Regions from separate parts of the Triticum aestivum genome. Here regions 2 and 3 are each linked to region 1. A link is a contact called in public Hi-C data. All regions are on one chromosome and are shown on one strand. Each heading gives the region's core, a stretch centred on a gene start, on an enhancer-like site or on the middle of the called end of the contact. The rest is flanking DNA. Distances are from core to core; before and after follow the strand shown. Region 1 has its middle 190 kb from the start of LOC123127672. Region 2 holds the start of LOC123127670. Region 3 holds the start of LOC123127671 (bidirectional sugar transporter SWEET4).

Region 1 (4,951 bases), core at 963-3,462:
AGCTGGCCCATGTACGGGGCGTCGAGTTTTTTCATACCATATTTTCATTTTTTTTCCTTTTCCTTTTTGTTGTTTCTTCTTTAGATAATTTGGGATTTCAAAAATTTCTCAATTTTTCCTTTTTTCAGAATTTCTATTTTGTAAGAAATCCTATAAATATGCCCGCTCAAAGTGTACGCAGCGGCAGGGGGTATGCGCTCGGTTGTTAACTAGCGGCCTGTGCGCCAAATAGGATTCCCACATGGAACAATCGCCAGCTATTTCGAAAATAAATATGGGTAATCGAGGGGCAGGAAAATGAATACAGACTGCCATAAATTTAGTCAGGCTAGAGCAGGGCAATCATCAAATTCAATTTCAGGTGCAAAACACTTAACTCTTTACTTGAATACGTGGAAAAGAAAAGAAAACATAAAGTAACTTGATTCTGTGTATATACTCCCTCAGTCTCAAAATGTAAGAGACATTTTCTGACACTAGGGAGTAATATTTCGTACAGAACCTGAATAGCAGATAACTTGGTGGTGGAGAGATGAGCAATCTAGTCAATGTGAGGCAGGCAAGGCGTGGATGGAAACAGGAGTGACGTGACGTGGACAGAACAAACACACTCATCGTACTCCACATACTATGATATATCCTGTGTATACTGCGCAGCACAACATGTTACACTTACGCTCAGCCGAATCAGCTTTGATGTGTCTCCATACAGTAATGCCACTTGAATCGGATATGATTTACATGATTGCTTTTTTTCTGAGGTTTCTCTTCTAGTAAGGCCACTTGAAGCCGATATGATTTAGAGGATTGCCTTTTCCAAGGTTTCCAATATTCCCGTGGAGCGGCCATTAGCATTTTGGAGTTGTTATTGGGTCGCTGTTAACATTGATTATGACGAGAAAGGGCTGTCTTGGCCTAACAAACCATGTTAAGGCAAGTATCCCCTTTTGCATCGGATCCTACTCAGCGATAGATACTTGCACATTACTCGGCGATAGGTTAATGCCCAAATCCTATGGCACCACATTTAGTGGAGTATTTTATAAGGAAAAGAAACACATTTGCTCTGCTCTTATTGGGCTGTTCTTCTAACGCTCGTAGCCGGCGTTTCCTGTTCTTGAGTTCACTGTATCTATCCAACACCAGAGCATCACAGCCAGGCTAGTGGGATTTTTTACTAGTTTCATAGGTGTAACATTCTTGATGTTTGCCGTTTCTTTGGAGCAATAATTGAGATTCTTCTTCTAATAAGATGGCGTATTTTGCGAATAAAAGAAAAGAAAAGAGCCAATATCTTCACTTAAGTCAAGACCAACATCCTGTTGATAAGGATAAAATACCCTTTCGTATTTATATGGATTGCTGGAATTGTTAATGATAGACGAGCCCTCTTTACCAAAGGAAATTTTCAGCTAATCAAATTGTATTACCTGTCATGAGCTTGGCTTTTCTCGCTGTTAAGAAACTTTTGGACTCACTCGCAAATAAAAAATTAAATAAAATTGGACTAGCTCCATGAAGTTCACGTTAAGATAGCTGACCAGTGCAATCTATCCTCCATCCACGAGGCTGAATAGTTGCCGAATCTGGCAATCTCCTTTTGAATTCTTAATTTCCCGCATAAATTGAAAAAAATAGGGCTACCTTCCTCTCTTTTTTCAACCAAGGCTACCTTGCTCACGGAAAGGGGGGCTTAGTTAGTTCTAACCTTATTCGGAAGTCGACTGCTAAATCACATTCCATAGAATGGCAACCTTTTCTTCCCACCAACCAACACTTATTACTTTCTAGTACAACTTGGGAATTTCTTATCACTGTTTGCACTGCCATGGGGCTCCCTTTTCTTCCCTTGAGAAGGCACTAGCTTTAGGTGAATTCGTACACGGCCGTGCTTCCAAGCTCATTGTAGTCGCCCATGTTTAGCAAACCGGATATGCAAATTCCACAAGATTTCAAGTGAACGAGACGTGCTTATCCAGCATCCCCAAAGGTCTCGCCCAGCCTAGGTTTTTTTTTTTTGAGATCCCCGCCCAGCCTAGGTGCAGTGTCGCGCTCAGGATCCGGTGATGATCAGCCTTATCTGAGAAATCCAGCCCACCGAATCTGTACACGGCCCCTCAATCACTCGTGCACACTGTGTATCCACACAGCCACGGCAGCTCGACGTTACGCTGTCGAGTTTCCGGCTGGTCAAACCCCGGCGTGCCGGCCCACAAAGCGAGATAGGATATATGGATATCGTCAAGGCACAGTGGCTAGGGCGGGTAATGGGAACGGAGGACACAGGTCGCACCCGTTAACGTCAAGGCAAAGGTACTGTACCAGTTGGGCGGTGCCCCTTGCTTTCAGTTCCGCGTGGAAGATCTGGCAGGCTATAAACATGATGGGTCAACCGGATGCAATATTGATTAGCTGCTGCGCGTTGCCATGACTTGTCACCGAACATGGTGGTGTGGTGTGGTGTGGTGATCCTACCCCGAGTGTCCGTCCATGGACACCGACATCTCCTCTTAGGCATGACAAAAGCTCGCTCGCCCGGTTTCTCTTATCATAGTCTATTATGCTGACTGCTGATGCTTTCACGTTGCAGAACTGACCTGACGAGTACGTGTGATTAGGACTTCTTTTTGCATCCGACAGACCTAACATACATACATTGCTGTTTTAATATTTGTGGGGAACAACGTGCTGATTGACAGAGCAAAGTGCAGGATGACGACCATGCCACGTATTAGTAGTCAGTGCGTTGTAAAAAAATACCACACGCTTCTAACTCAATAACCATGACTTAAGACCCCGATAGGTCTACGTTCTTTACCTTAACACATGGTATCTCATCTGTGTTTTCGCTTACCCAAATGATAAGTAACACATGTGTGACACAAAGCACTTCGACCCTGATGTTTTCACAACTAAAGTTCTGATCCGAAAAGAAAAAAACAAACTCCAAAAAACTGAAACTTGCCATCTGAAAAAAAATGTTGACATGCTTGATAACTAAAGTTGTCATCCTCGCGTTAGTAAATTTGTCATAAAAACGTTCGGAGTTGCTATGTGTTGGTGCCACACGTGTGGCACTTATCAGGGTCCTTCCGCTTATCCCTTCTTTCCACCCTCGCCGATGGTGGTCACTGTGCTCACACAATTACAACATGTTTAAATATGGTCAATCCTAAAATGTCTCTTTTCCGACATAAGATGAGCAATCTGCTTTCTTTGTGAGGTTTTGATGAGGCATGCATGTGTAGTGATAGATGGTTTCTTTTGTTCTTTTGGTGAATACATATTGTTGCATATCATTTCATTGATAGGGGGTGGAGGGGGGGGGGCACAGGGTGCAACACAAAGGGGCGTACACCGAAGGCGACCCGAAGAGTGCAAGGTGAGCAAGGAGGAGGGTAGATGGTTTCTTTTGTCTCCAATCTAATTTTTTTGTAGGCGTTTATTTCCAATCCGGGTAGTCACCAATATGAAAAAAAAGATGGATCATGCGCTATCGATTAAGGTTGCATCCTAAATAACATTTAAAATAGATTTTTTTTCGTTTAACCATATTTTAAAATTTGTTAACAGGTAAAATAACATCATATTCAGATTCTACTCATTCTTCAACTCAAAATCTATACATAACGTGTTAAATTTGGAGTTACGGTTTAAAAGATATGGATATATTTTTAAAAAGCAAAAATCCGCCTACAATTGGGCTGCAGGTCATTTCATAAAAACAGTGCAGGGGGTAGGGGTTATGCAAAAGCAAAGATATGTCTAAAACCTGGACTGCGTGTTGATTATTGGAAAAGTCAGAGGGGTTTATGCAAAATGGTATGACGGACGGGCAAAAGCACTATTTACTTTTAGGTATAGATCTGAATCTAGGGTGTTTAGGAATTGCTCTTCCATGTCGTCCTATGTTTTTACTAGAATTAAGAGTGGGGCCAAATGTTTGCTGTTTTATCCTCAAACCGTAGAACAATAGCTCTATGATAAATGTTCATTAATTAAAGTTATCTACTCCATCTGTTTCAAAATGTAGTGTATATATATATTTTGAATTTTTTTAAATCTCAAAAAGTTTAATCAAATTTGTGGGAAAAAATATTTACATCTAGAATGCCCAACTTATATCAATAGATTCATTATAAGATGTACTTTCATACTTTACATCTTTGGCATTGTAGATATAAATGGTTATCTCTAAAAACTTAGTCAAAGTTTACTTTTCAGAAAATCTGTACGCACTACATTATGGAATGGATGGAGCACATAGCAAATAGATGAAAAGAAGGGGGGGGGGGGGGGGGGGGGGGGGGGGGGTGAATCGGCCAATACCCATTTTTGGAAACATGGTGTACATTAAAATTTACAAGAGGTCATCAGTCCATGACTTAATGATTGTTGCTTGAGCACTTCTATACACATGACACTACGCACATGATTTTTGAAGGACAATACAATCAAGCCATCCATGCTTGGCAACTCGGCGCATGAAGCATACCCATGCTCTCAACACCATTCTCTGAAAAAAAAATCAGAATGTCCACTGCTTCCCGCGTGCATTTTAAATTTGGTGAACTATTTGGGCGAGGGTTCTTTCGCCCCGGGCCTCCGTTAAGTCTAAAATTGTCAAAAAAAATAATGAAATTTGTATTCCAATTTTAATATTTTTAGAAAAACCAGACAAGTACTTAAAGATGCATAGCATATGTGTGTAAAAATTATGATGAAATACACAGATTTTATTATTTTTATGTAGATCATATCAAATGTATTTCCTGATGAAACTTTACAAACAAGTACTCTCTCTGTAAAGAAATATAAGAGCGTTTAGGTCACTACTTTACAAAGAGAGTAGCAATATTTCTTTACAGAGGAAGTAGTATTCAAATCATTCCCGACCATGGTCTGAGTTCACAATCTCAGTACCGCAGAATCGATGGCCCTATTCCATGCG
Region 2 (4,951 bases), core at 1,767-4,266, 290 kb after region 1:
CCAATTAAACTGCCAATAGATGAAAGCTAATTCGAATTTCAAATTGTGTGTGGTGGTTCTTGAATATTAAGGAGCTATGCTTGCTTTAACACCTCCAATGGAGCAACGTGAAACTAATTGCAATATGTGTGCTCACCAGGGGAATCATTTGGGTCATTATACATGTTCATTGCAGCAGCCCAACCTACAGAGAAACAGTATGGAGGGTTATTATCACAAGGTGAAATGTAGCAAAATAAGTTAATGCAGATTTAGTACAACAGCTGCAGCTTGTAGGATGAAATAACAGTGCGTGTCTGAGAAGACCAGACCATAAGTAATTAAACTTGCCTAAGCTCTGGTGATTTGTAAGTGCAATTGTCATAAACCGAACAGTTGAGCATATGATTAATAAAGGAAAAGAAGAGATCACATTATCAGCAATAGGTATCCAAGCTGGATCATTGGATGTTCTTACAACCAAGACTAACAAGTATATAATTGGAAATAAAGTGCAAAAGGTGTTCCATGCTTACACATTGTAATTTGAGTAAGTGGATATTGAATTGTTAGCATGCATAAGCTCAAAACAGAAATAGACCGCACACACTTTCTTATCATGTTATTGTAGATTTTATGTGACACGGCAATAATATGTAGCAACTTTCAGTATTCAAAAGAAAATAACTTCTAGACAGATATTCTACAAGCCACTGAAAGGGCAGTATGGGCATGCAGTCTTTCTGATAAACATACGTTCACTGAGAAGCTGTGAAGCCTCACTGGCAGAACATCCTTCCAATGGTACTAATCTTGCATGACTGTAATCATTTTGAGCATTGCTGACAAAAGCATCATGATGGATAATTGGAGGAAGGTTCTTTAGTGAAGGAACATGGCTCTTCTCTCCATCATTGTTGTATGAATAGTTGGCTTTCTCAGCCCTATCTGCTTGATGAAATAGCAAAAGTCTCCCAAATGTTAGCTAAACGTAAACATACAGATTGAGCATAGGAAAATACATACAAGGAAAATACTAGCCATCAAAAGTTTATTACAGATGGATAAAACGGAAGTGCAAACATATCTACGAAAGGAGATTCTGAGAAGCTATAAGAGATGATCATGTAAGTAAAAAGAACAGCAAAGTCATTTTTTACTTCTGAAATGGCTAATTATAGAGATTAGCAGAATATGGTTACAATTTGCAGGTGACCTACATTAGATGTGCGATATTTTAAACCCATGCAATGGTGCATAGAGTGTTCATACAGAGATGTTGGTGTACTAAAGATCTTATTGTTACTAATGGTATCACTCATTGTCTCAAAGAACCACATTAATTGGAGTATGTGGACAAGACATCTAAAAGCACTCCTAGAAAAAATTTGGGACACAATGAGTGATACCATATAACACCAAGCAACTACGTCAGATCATATTGAGTTATTGACTATTGGTGGGACCATGCGCATCATACTGAGCGTAGTGACCAAACACACAATAAAAGGAAAACATAACATAGCAAGTATCTATGAAGTCTAACTAATCGCATCCAAATGAGATGTACCTCCAGCCTTGCGGCGATTGTTTGCACGATTCCTGAAGCATAATGAGAGTAAAGACAGACATCAGCAAGCAGGTCATATGCACAAATACGTAGCAACATAAAAAGCTAACAATGCAGTCAGCGCAAAAACATCTTTCAAGTACTAACTAGGTTTTTAAACATCATACACATACTGAGAACTGCAGATATCTAAGTATCAGGTCAGAAATACTAGAAACATAACTAAGAACAACTGACCAAATCAATGATATTGTCAACTGAACACACAAGATTGCTCCAACAAATCTACTTTCTGTTCATGCTGAACTAAATTTGTTAATGTGAGTCGTAAGTGACTACAGAACAATTACAGCATTTGAATAACAGAAATCTAAAACATGCAGAGCCAGATAATATAGACAAGAGACCTTTAAGCCAATTATATACACTACTTCAAACTGATCATCGGCTTTATCCAAGCTGGACGACTGCATGGGTAAGAGTGGCTGAGCAAGGTTGCGTTAAGTTGAATAATCCACACTAGAGTCACCCTTCATCTCGGAATGAAGCCATGATGCTTGACCAAAGCTAAACAAACACCCTTTAGGCAAAAAGTTAGCTTTCAAGAGTGTCCTTTTTCCATATACTCACTGATAAACTAGATCAGCGTGCCAAAAGACCACCCCAGGACCAACAATGGTAGCTTGCTAGTGATGAAGATATATGTGTCAAGAACCGCTTTCATTATGCCCTCTATTAGCTAGCAGAAATAGCGAAAAGAAAAAAAAGCAAGGCTAGATTCGCCGATTCGGTGACATCATAGGCTATTACATGTTCTCAGGCTCTACCTCAAATCACACGCATTAAGCAGCTATAGAAAACGACGTAGCAGCCAAATCTAAGAAGGGCAATGAGAAGGTCACACCGTCAACCTTCCAGCTAATCCCAACCAAACCACCACATGAATTTCATGCCCCGAAGCGTAATAGTAGTACCAAAATCCCAGGAAATGACCGAATCCAAGGCAGGCAGCTCCCAGCCTCCGCGCCACAGGTGCCCCAGATCACCAAGAAGCCACCCCTTCTCGCAAAGGATTCGACCAGGCCGGGGTCCAATCCCACACTCGGAATGCGATTCTCGGTAAGCGCGGCCCGAATCGAAAATGGCAAGAAGCTGCACGAGCGTCCTGGAAAGAAAGGCGAATGCGGGAGGGGTTGACCTGTGCACGGGAGGCGTGTATCTCTTGATGCTGTCCGGGTTGCTATCCGCCATGGCAGCAGCTCGGGCCCTGGGAGGCGTGGAGAGGGGAGGAAGAAGAAGCGGGTGGTGGGTGGGGTTGCTTCCTTCCTCCTCCTGCCCAGCACGGCTGCCGCCCTGTTTCTTCCACCCTCCGTGCCCTGCCCCGGCGAGAGATGCAAAAGAGGGAGGAACAAAGGGGCGAAGATGGGGGCCCGGGCCGGGGGTGTGGGTGGGGAAAGCGGGGAAGCTCCTCTGACGTACGGCGCCTGCCGTTAGGCCACTGACAGGTGGGTCAAATTTCAGTCGGGCCTATGAGTCAGCGACGGAACGGCACCCTGCCGCACGGCAGGGGATCCTCGTCCAAGCGGGAGTGCTTTGCGCAGTAATGTCTCGATTCCGGGAAATTGCTGCCACTGACGAGTGGGCCGTAGAATTGCGCCGTGCCACGATTGGAAGTCCCAAAACAAGAGATCCACAAGTTTCTTCTTTTTTTTTAACATCAGCACAGCCTTAAGCGCTCATACTTACGCTCATACACTCACCCATATGAACGCATATGAGCACCTTCGAGAGACTGATCCGGCATGTCATTTACCAGGACTTGAAACCTGGTGGGCTGTGGATATCACTGTCTCTCTAATCATCTAACTACAGGTTGGTTCACACAAGTTTTTTTTTCTTTTGAGTGCTATATAAGAGCATCTACACCCGGGCGTCCCATACCCGCCTCAAACGCCCGGGCAGACGGCCCGGTAACTGACTGGTCACAAAAAATCGACCTAGATGGGCACCTCAAACCCCCCGGCTGACCGGCACTCCTCGTATCCAGCCTAAATATAGGATGGATATGGGCCGCTCGGACGCGCCCGCCACTGAGACCCGACAGCCCTACCCCACCTCAAATTGCACCAAATCTATCCCTTGCCCTACCGGATCCATTTGCTCTCTCCTCTCTTCTTTCTTTTCCGCGGCATCCGTCTCGTAGCTCTGCTGCCACGCGCGGTCTGCAGCTGTTCCGAGCCTCTGCGCCGCCACCATCGGCACATCACTCCTCTCTCCCGTCCTCGCCATCGAAGACGTCGTCGCCGGCCCGGACGCCATTGCAGTACGTCTGGCAACTCACGGGCTCCCCTTCATGCACTATGTGTTCGACCTAATTTTTGTGATTTTTAGGGAAAACGATGAATTCCGATGCTTCGTAGGACGACGAGTATGAGTCGACGGAGCTTGACCAAATGATTTAAGATGAGTTCTTTGATTCGTCGGATTCAGACGAAAAAGTGGACATGATTAAGAGAAAATGGACCGACAGGTGGAGCATATGTGGACTCACAATGAAAACCAAAGAGTTGATGTTTGAGTTATGCACTTAAAATAAATCTTTTGATAAAAGTGGATTTGAAGAGGTCATGACTTTATTTTGTGATGAATCCACTATTTCGGAAGAGATTCCAATTGATTATGAGAACAAAGTTGCTATCTATGATGATTATTGTGATGACTTGTATACTATAAAGAATAATGATATCCATGAAACTTGTCATCTTGATTTCAATTTTCAATCCCATGATAGTTATTTTGTTGAGTTTGCTCCCACTACTATTCATGAGAAGAAATTTGCTTATGTGGAGAGTGATAAAAATTCTATGCTTATGCATCATGAAAAGAATGATTTATGTGATAGTTATATTGTTGAATTCATTCATGATGCTACTGAAAATTATTATGAGGGAGGAATATATGCTTGTAAGAGTTGCAATAATATCAAGTTTCCGCTCTATGTGCTTAAAATCTTAAAGTTTTGCTTGCTTTACCTTCCTATGCTAGTTGATTATTGTTCCATGAGTTGTTTGCTCAAAAAATCCCTATGCATAGGAAGTGGGTTAGACTTAAATGTGCTAGTCATATTCTTCATGATGCTCTCTTTATGTTTCAATTCTTACCTTCTATGTGAGCATCATTGAAATCATCATGCCTAGTTAGGGGCGTTGAACGATAGCGCTTGTTGGAAGGCAACCCAACTTTATTTTTGTTCCTTGCTCTTTGTTCCTGTTTAGTAATAAATAATTCATCTAGCCTATGTTTAGATGTGGTTTTATGATTTTAATTAGTGTTTGTGCCAAGTAGAACCATTGGGAAGACTTGGGGAAAGTCTTGTTGATCTTGCTGTAAAAAACAGAAATT
Region 3 (4,951 bases), core at 1,632-4,131, 280 kb after region 1:
CTGTTGGTGTTGCAGGGATGCGGAACCGCTAGAGAATGGGAAAAGGTATTGTGTGGTCTGGCAGTAGACATGGAGGATGGGAGGCGCCATGAAGTCTGGAAGGGAATGCGTGCGACGCTCCTTTTACAAAGTGCGCCGCGTCATGTGCAACCAAATCAGAGACCACGATCACGTCCTATCTGTCTAGGATATCTTCCATACAAAAACACGGTAGGTTGAACGGCGATTTTTTGGGATTGATAGGAACAAACGAGACAAATTGTCACCACATACTTTATTTAATTGTTAGGAAAGTACGGATCGTTTCGTTAGGGAAGTTGAGATTTGGAATTAATTACCCGAAAACTGGATTTTATTGTTTAGTAACGTGCTATTCGTTCGTGTCGGTTTGTAATGTGGCTAGTTAGGAAAGGTGAAAATGTTAGGAAAGTTTTTATTGGTAATGTGCTATCGGTTCCTGCCCGTTTATAACATGTCTAGTTAGGAAACTTTGAAAAAGTTAGGAAAGTTTTTATTGTGAGGGTAAAAAAATCAACGTGAGGAGATATGGTGGTGGGATGTGAGACAAAGATAAACCGGACGAAAATAAACCGTGGTACTATTCAACCAACTGAGACATTAGGAGTAGAGATTATCACTGTGTTTGGTCAGGCGATAATGGATACCGTAATACCGAGTGGTGCCAACATGTATCTCTCCATCGCCGGAGGAGCAAATCCAGTCTTGAACTATCGAGCACCATGACATGCTTTTTTGGTATACCTGTAAGTTACTTTTACTAGCTAATTGTCCATATGTTGCAATGGGACATACATATTCTAGTGATTCAATATCAACCTTGTCTGACATATATCTTACACCCATCTTATTTTATGTTTTGGTAGGAATTAATTTGATTTGAGTATGGTAAGGGAATAGTAAGGAATGTTTTGATTTAGCTAATATCTTGGTAAGATTTGATTTTGTTTGGGTATGGGTAGGAGAAAGCAAGATTTTTTTTTTGATTTAATTGAGATTTTCATAAGATTTGATTTAATTTGATTGAGTTAATGCAGGACGTAATTTTAGGAAATTACTGGTTCCATATAGATTATTCCAAGTTACTTTATTTATGTTATTTTCTTTGTGTGACATTGGTTGAAATTATCAAAAAATCAACAGAAAATCCGAGGGGCGTAAGGAGAAAAAACCGGCGAAGGGAGTGAGGCGAACCTACCAGCTCCACTTTAATAGTAGAGACTAGCTAATTGATCGTGTGTTGCAACAGGGGCATACATATTCTAATGGTCCAACACCATTGTGCCCGACACATACCATATACCCACCATATTATAGATTTTGGTAAGATTTGATTTGATTTGAGTATGGATAGCGGAAGGCGAGGAAGGTTTTCATTTAGTTGAGATTTTGTAAGATTTGATTTGATTTCGCTATGAGTTGGGAAAAATGAAAAAAATTTGATTTAGTTGAGATTTTGATAAGATTTGATTTGATTTGGGTATGGTAAAGGACCGCAATTAAAGTTTTGATTTTGTTGAGGTTTTGGTAAGATGTAATTTGATTTGATTGAGTTAATGCAAAACATGTGGGAGGGGTGGCATACAGAAGGGAAAACAGATAGGAGAGAGGCAAGGGTGAAGGTGAACGTACAAAGACCAACTCCCCTTTAGTAGTAATGATGACCATCTAGTTAAGGTGTGACGTTTGGCAACCCAAAACAACCATCTTGTCTAATGATGTGAGTAAACGTTAACACTCTGTTCAAAATACCGACAACTAATTAGACGATGTGATCGCGCAGTATTTCATAAGTTGGTTCTATTCAACAACATCGTTTCTCTAACAGTGTGGTCTCATTATTACGGGCATCCTTGTTACTTCCACTATGCCATTCATCGGGAAAAGATGATGATCATCAATACATTAGTTAGTACTAGAGGTGAGAGTAGGGATTTGTTTTGTTTTTATGTTTTTCACACATGCAACTGAGTTTTCCTGTGAATCTTAGGATGGAGTCTTGATGAGCATGTGCCGAAGAAGAAAGATGTGACGACTAGCGAACATGAAAGTGAAACTTGTAAGAGCAATAGGTTAAAGTGACTAAAGCAATGTGGGCTAACAGAGGTATCTCAAATATCTGAAATGGAAGAAGACGAGGAAGATGAACTCCCCCCTTGCTCGACATTGATGAACTTTCCCACATTGAGCTATATGATTGTTAATTTGGTACTGCCATTGCCATTTGTTAGTAGTTAAGACGAACTGATGAACCGTCATTTGTTAGTAGCTAGGATTGAAATGATATTAGTTTGGTACTGCCTATCTATGTAATACGGTAAGATCACTGCCCGCGAGAAGGGATGACCAAAACATTCACCCTGGAGCAACCTAACATCGTGTAATTGCATCTTCACAACCATAATGCCCAGTGCTGTCAACCAAGCACCATAGACGAAACAATCTCGTGATGCTGTAGAGTTAGCCAAATAAAAATGCAGAATAGAGTCTGCATTATCTGAGTCAGTCGGGCTCAATCGGACGGAAAGTAAAGGCAAAAGGAAGCAAAAATGGTTGCAGGAAACCAAAACACTGGTATTTACGCCCAGCGGGTTGCTCCCGGGCCAAGAATGCGAATATCTACCAAAGTCGAAGCAACCCACCATTTCATCTAAATAAATAAAATCCTAAAAGAAAAAAGAAAAGTATGACCAACCCACCCGGCTGGCTGCTGGGCCACAGCACATCGGGGGTAGTTAGTTATAGAGAGAGAAACACACACACACACACAGAGAAAGAGGCGTATGCGAAAGGCCGGCGCGGCGTCCATGAGAGAGAGAGAGAGCCGGATAGAGATAGAGACGGGGACGACGGTGCGGGGCCCACGGGTCAGCAGCCCCGCTCTATTTAAGGACCCCGTTCGGTGTTTTCCTGAGATCATTCACTCATCAAACGCGACGCACAGAGACAGAGGGAGAGGGTCCGCTGTACTTGCATCCTTCCCTGCCCCCTTCCCCTCCTCCCCTCCAAGTCCAGAAATCCGTTCCCCTCTCCCCCTCTCGTCTGCACCCGAGACGCTCCTCTAGATCAGTTCCCCCTCGGTGCGGTTACCTCTCGCCGGAAGCCAAGCCACCATGGTGTCGCCGGACGCTATCCGCACCGTCATCGGCGTCATAGGTGCGTGCCTCCCCGTCGCCCCACGCCCCCCGCCTCTGTACCGCATACGCATGTGCGCCTGCGCTGCAGCGAAAACCATGTGGCAGCGGCGCCACACGGGTCGTACGGTGGGGGTGCTGCTGTTGCCTCCTGATGCTCTTTTTGTTTCTCGCCGCTTTGCGCGTGTCCTCTTCACGAACTTTTGCTCCCTTCTAGTGCAAGCGAGCATCACGCGCCGGCTTCCCTAGAGCGGCCCGATTCGTGATTTGTTCGGCGGTTCCTCCTTTGTGTTTGTTTGTTCATCGTCCGAGATCTACTTCTGATGTTGCTTTTTTTGGGATTGTTTGGTGTCTCCCTTGCAGGCAATGGAACCGCCTTGGTGCTCTTCCTATCCCCAGTGTAAGCACCGACTAAAACCATAAGTCTATCTTCATTTAATTCGCCGGATACAAATGGATTCCGGAATTAATTGTGCTGAGCAAAGAGCGAGAATTACATGACACAAATTCGTGAGAATGCGTAGATCGGCACCGCGATAATTTTGTACTATTCCTTTTTCTGATCGAAATAGTTTGGATATCTCTTCGAAAAAATGCCTGACCAGTGAAAATACTTGCCAACTGCGAATTCCTTGCAGGCCGACGTTCATCAGTATCTGGAAAAAGAAGACGGTGGAGCAGTACTCGGCGGTGCCGTACCTGGCGACGCTGCTGAACTGCATGATGTGGGTGCTCTACGGGCTCCCGCTGGTGCACCCGCACAGCATGCTCGTCATCACCATCAACGGCACCGGCATGCTCATCGAGCTCACCTACATCGCGCTCTTCCTCACCTTCTCCGTCGGCGCCGCCCGCCGCCGAGTCCTCCTCCTGCTGGTCGCCGAGGTCGCCTTCGTCGCGGGGGTCGCCGCGCTCGTCCTCTCCCTCGCCCACACCCACGACCGCAGGTCCATGGTCGTCGGCATCCTCTGCGTCCTCTTCGGCACCGGCATGTACGCCGCGCCGCTCTCCGTCATGGTACGCGTCGCCATCACTCCCACGGTCTCACCTACAAACTAGTACAGTATTGGAGTGAGATTTGGTGGTGGTATTTTAATGATTGATTTCAGTGTTACACTAGTACCGGTAGGTGAGGAAATGATTAATTAACCGCTCTTCGAATGAGAATAACCATAGGAAAAGAACGCTGGATTAATCTATACTAATTTGATTGACCAACGTCTGCTCTGGCCTCTGGGTACGTTCTGGGTGGAGAATAGAATACGCGAGTACACGCCTGCGTAATCCTGTCGTTTTCTCTCTATCTAGCAGTAGCTGTATTCTTTTCGGTTACCTCGCTATCAACTTTGAACAGCGCAAATATTCTTTTCTCAAGAAAAAATATAATGTATTACGTACATGCAGTGTTTCCAATTATGGCGTCAAATCAACTCCTGTTCCTTTGCTGTCAAAAGAGAGAGGAAAAACTCATGTTCTTTTGCTGTCAGAAAGGAAAAAACTCATGTTCTTTTTGTTCATCCTTCACTTTTTGATCCGACTGTAGTCAACAACTTGTGCCCGCTTGCACTTTTCGTTAAAATTGATCATAGCTTCTCTTTTTTTCCTGTTCTTTTATGCACTTACTTTTAGTCCTCCCATCTCAAACAAAACAAAAGTTGTGTCATCTCCCATGCCGTCGCTTCCTTGGTAGTTTTTGTGCTTCATAACCTGGTTAATACGTGTAGAGGGAAGTTGTTTCCGTTTTACTACCTGTTCTTTGGATGAATTGTGCAGCACAAACAAACAATTGTCTGTAAAAT

Evidence for each region. A called contact is a pair of places that touch in the nucleus more often than the background predicts.
Region 2: a contact with region 1 is called in a Hi-C map of leaf, with 9 times the contacts expected there. The contact joins the promoter of LOC123127670 here to the enhancer-like site in region 1. A contact is called at or near these places in 2 of 5 Hi-C or Micro-C datasets (leaf and root).
Region 3: a Hi-C map of leaf shows a contact between it and region 1, with 6 times the contacts expected there. The contact joins the promoter of LOC123127671 here to the enhancer-like site in region 1. A contact is called at or near these places in 3 of 5 Hi-C or Micro-C datasets (leaf and root).

What each region holds. Positions count from the first base shown.
Region 1 is chr6A:407,486,907-407,491,857 of IWGSC CS RefSeq v2.1, reverse strand. No RefSeq gene overlaps it. Among protein-coding and RNA genes, the nearest start is that of LOC123127672, 190 kb to the left of the region's middle. Within about 2 kb of position 2,212, at least 4 of the 8 cell types and tissues checked have an H3K27ac peak or open chromatin away from gene starts, as enhancers often do. A contact at or near this core is called in leaf, where this site is marked.
Region 2 is chr6A:407,196,222-407,201,172 of IWGSC CS RefSeq v2.1, reverse strand. LOC123127670 reads right to left here and starts at 3,016. Exons shown (of 6, transcript XM_044547451.1): 1 at 2,748-3,016; 2 at 1,550-1,581; 3 at 736-927; 4 at 137-184. The coding sequence starts at 2,800.
Region 3 is chr6A:407,212,140-407,217,090 of IWGSC CS RefSeq v2.1, reverse strand. LOC123127671 (bidirectional sugar transporter SWEET4) reads left to right here and starts at 2,881. Exons shown (of 5, transcript XM_044547452.1): 1 at 2,881-3,174; 2 at 3,516-3,552; 3 at 3,791-4,169. The coding sequence starts at 3,132.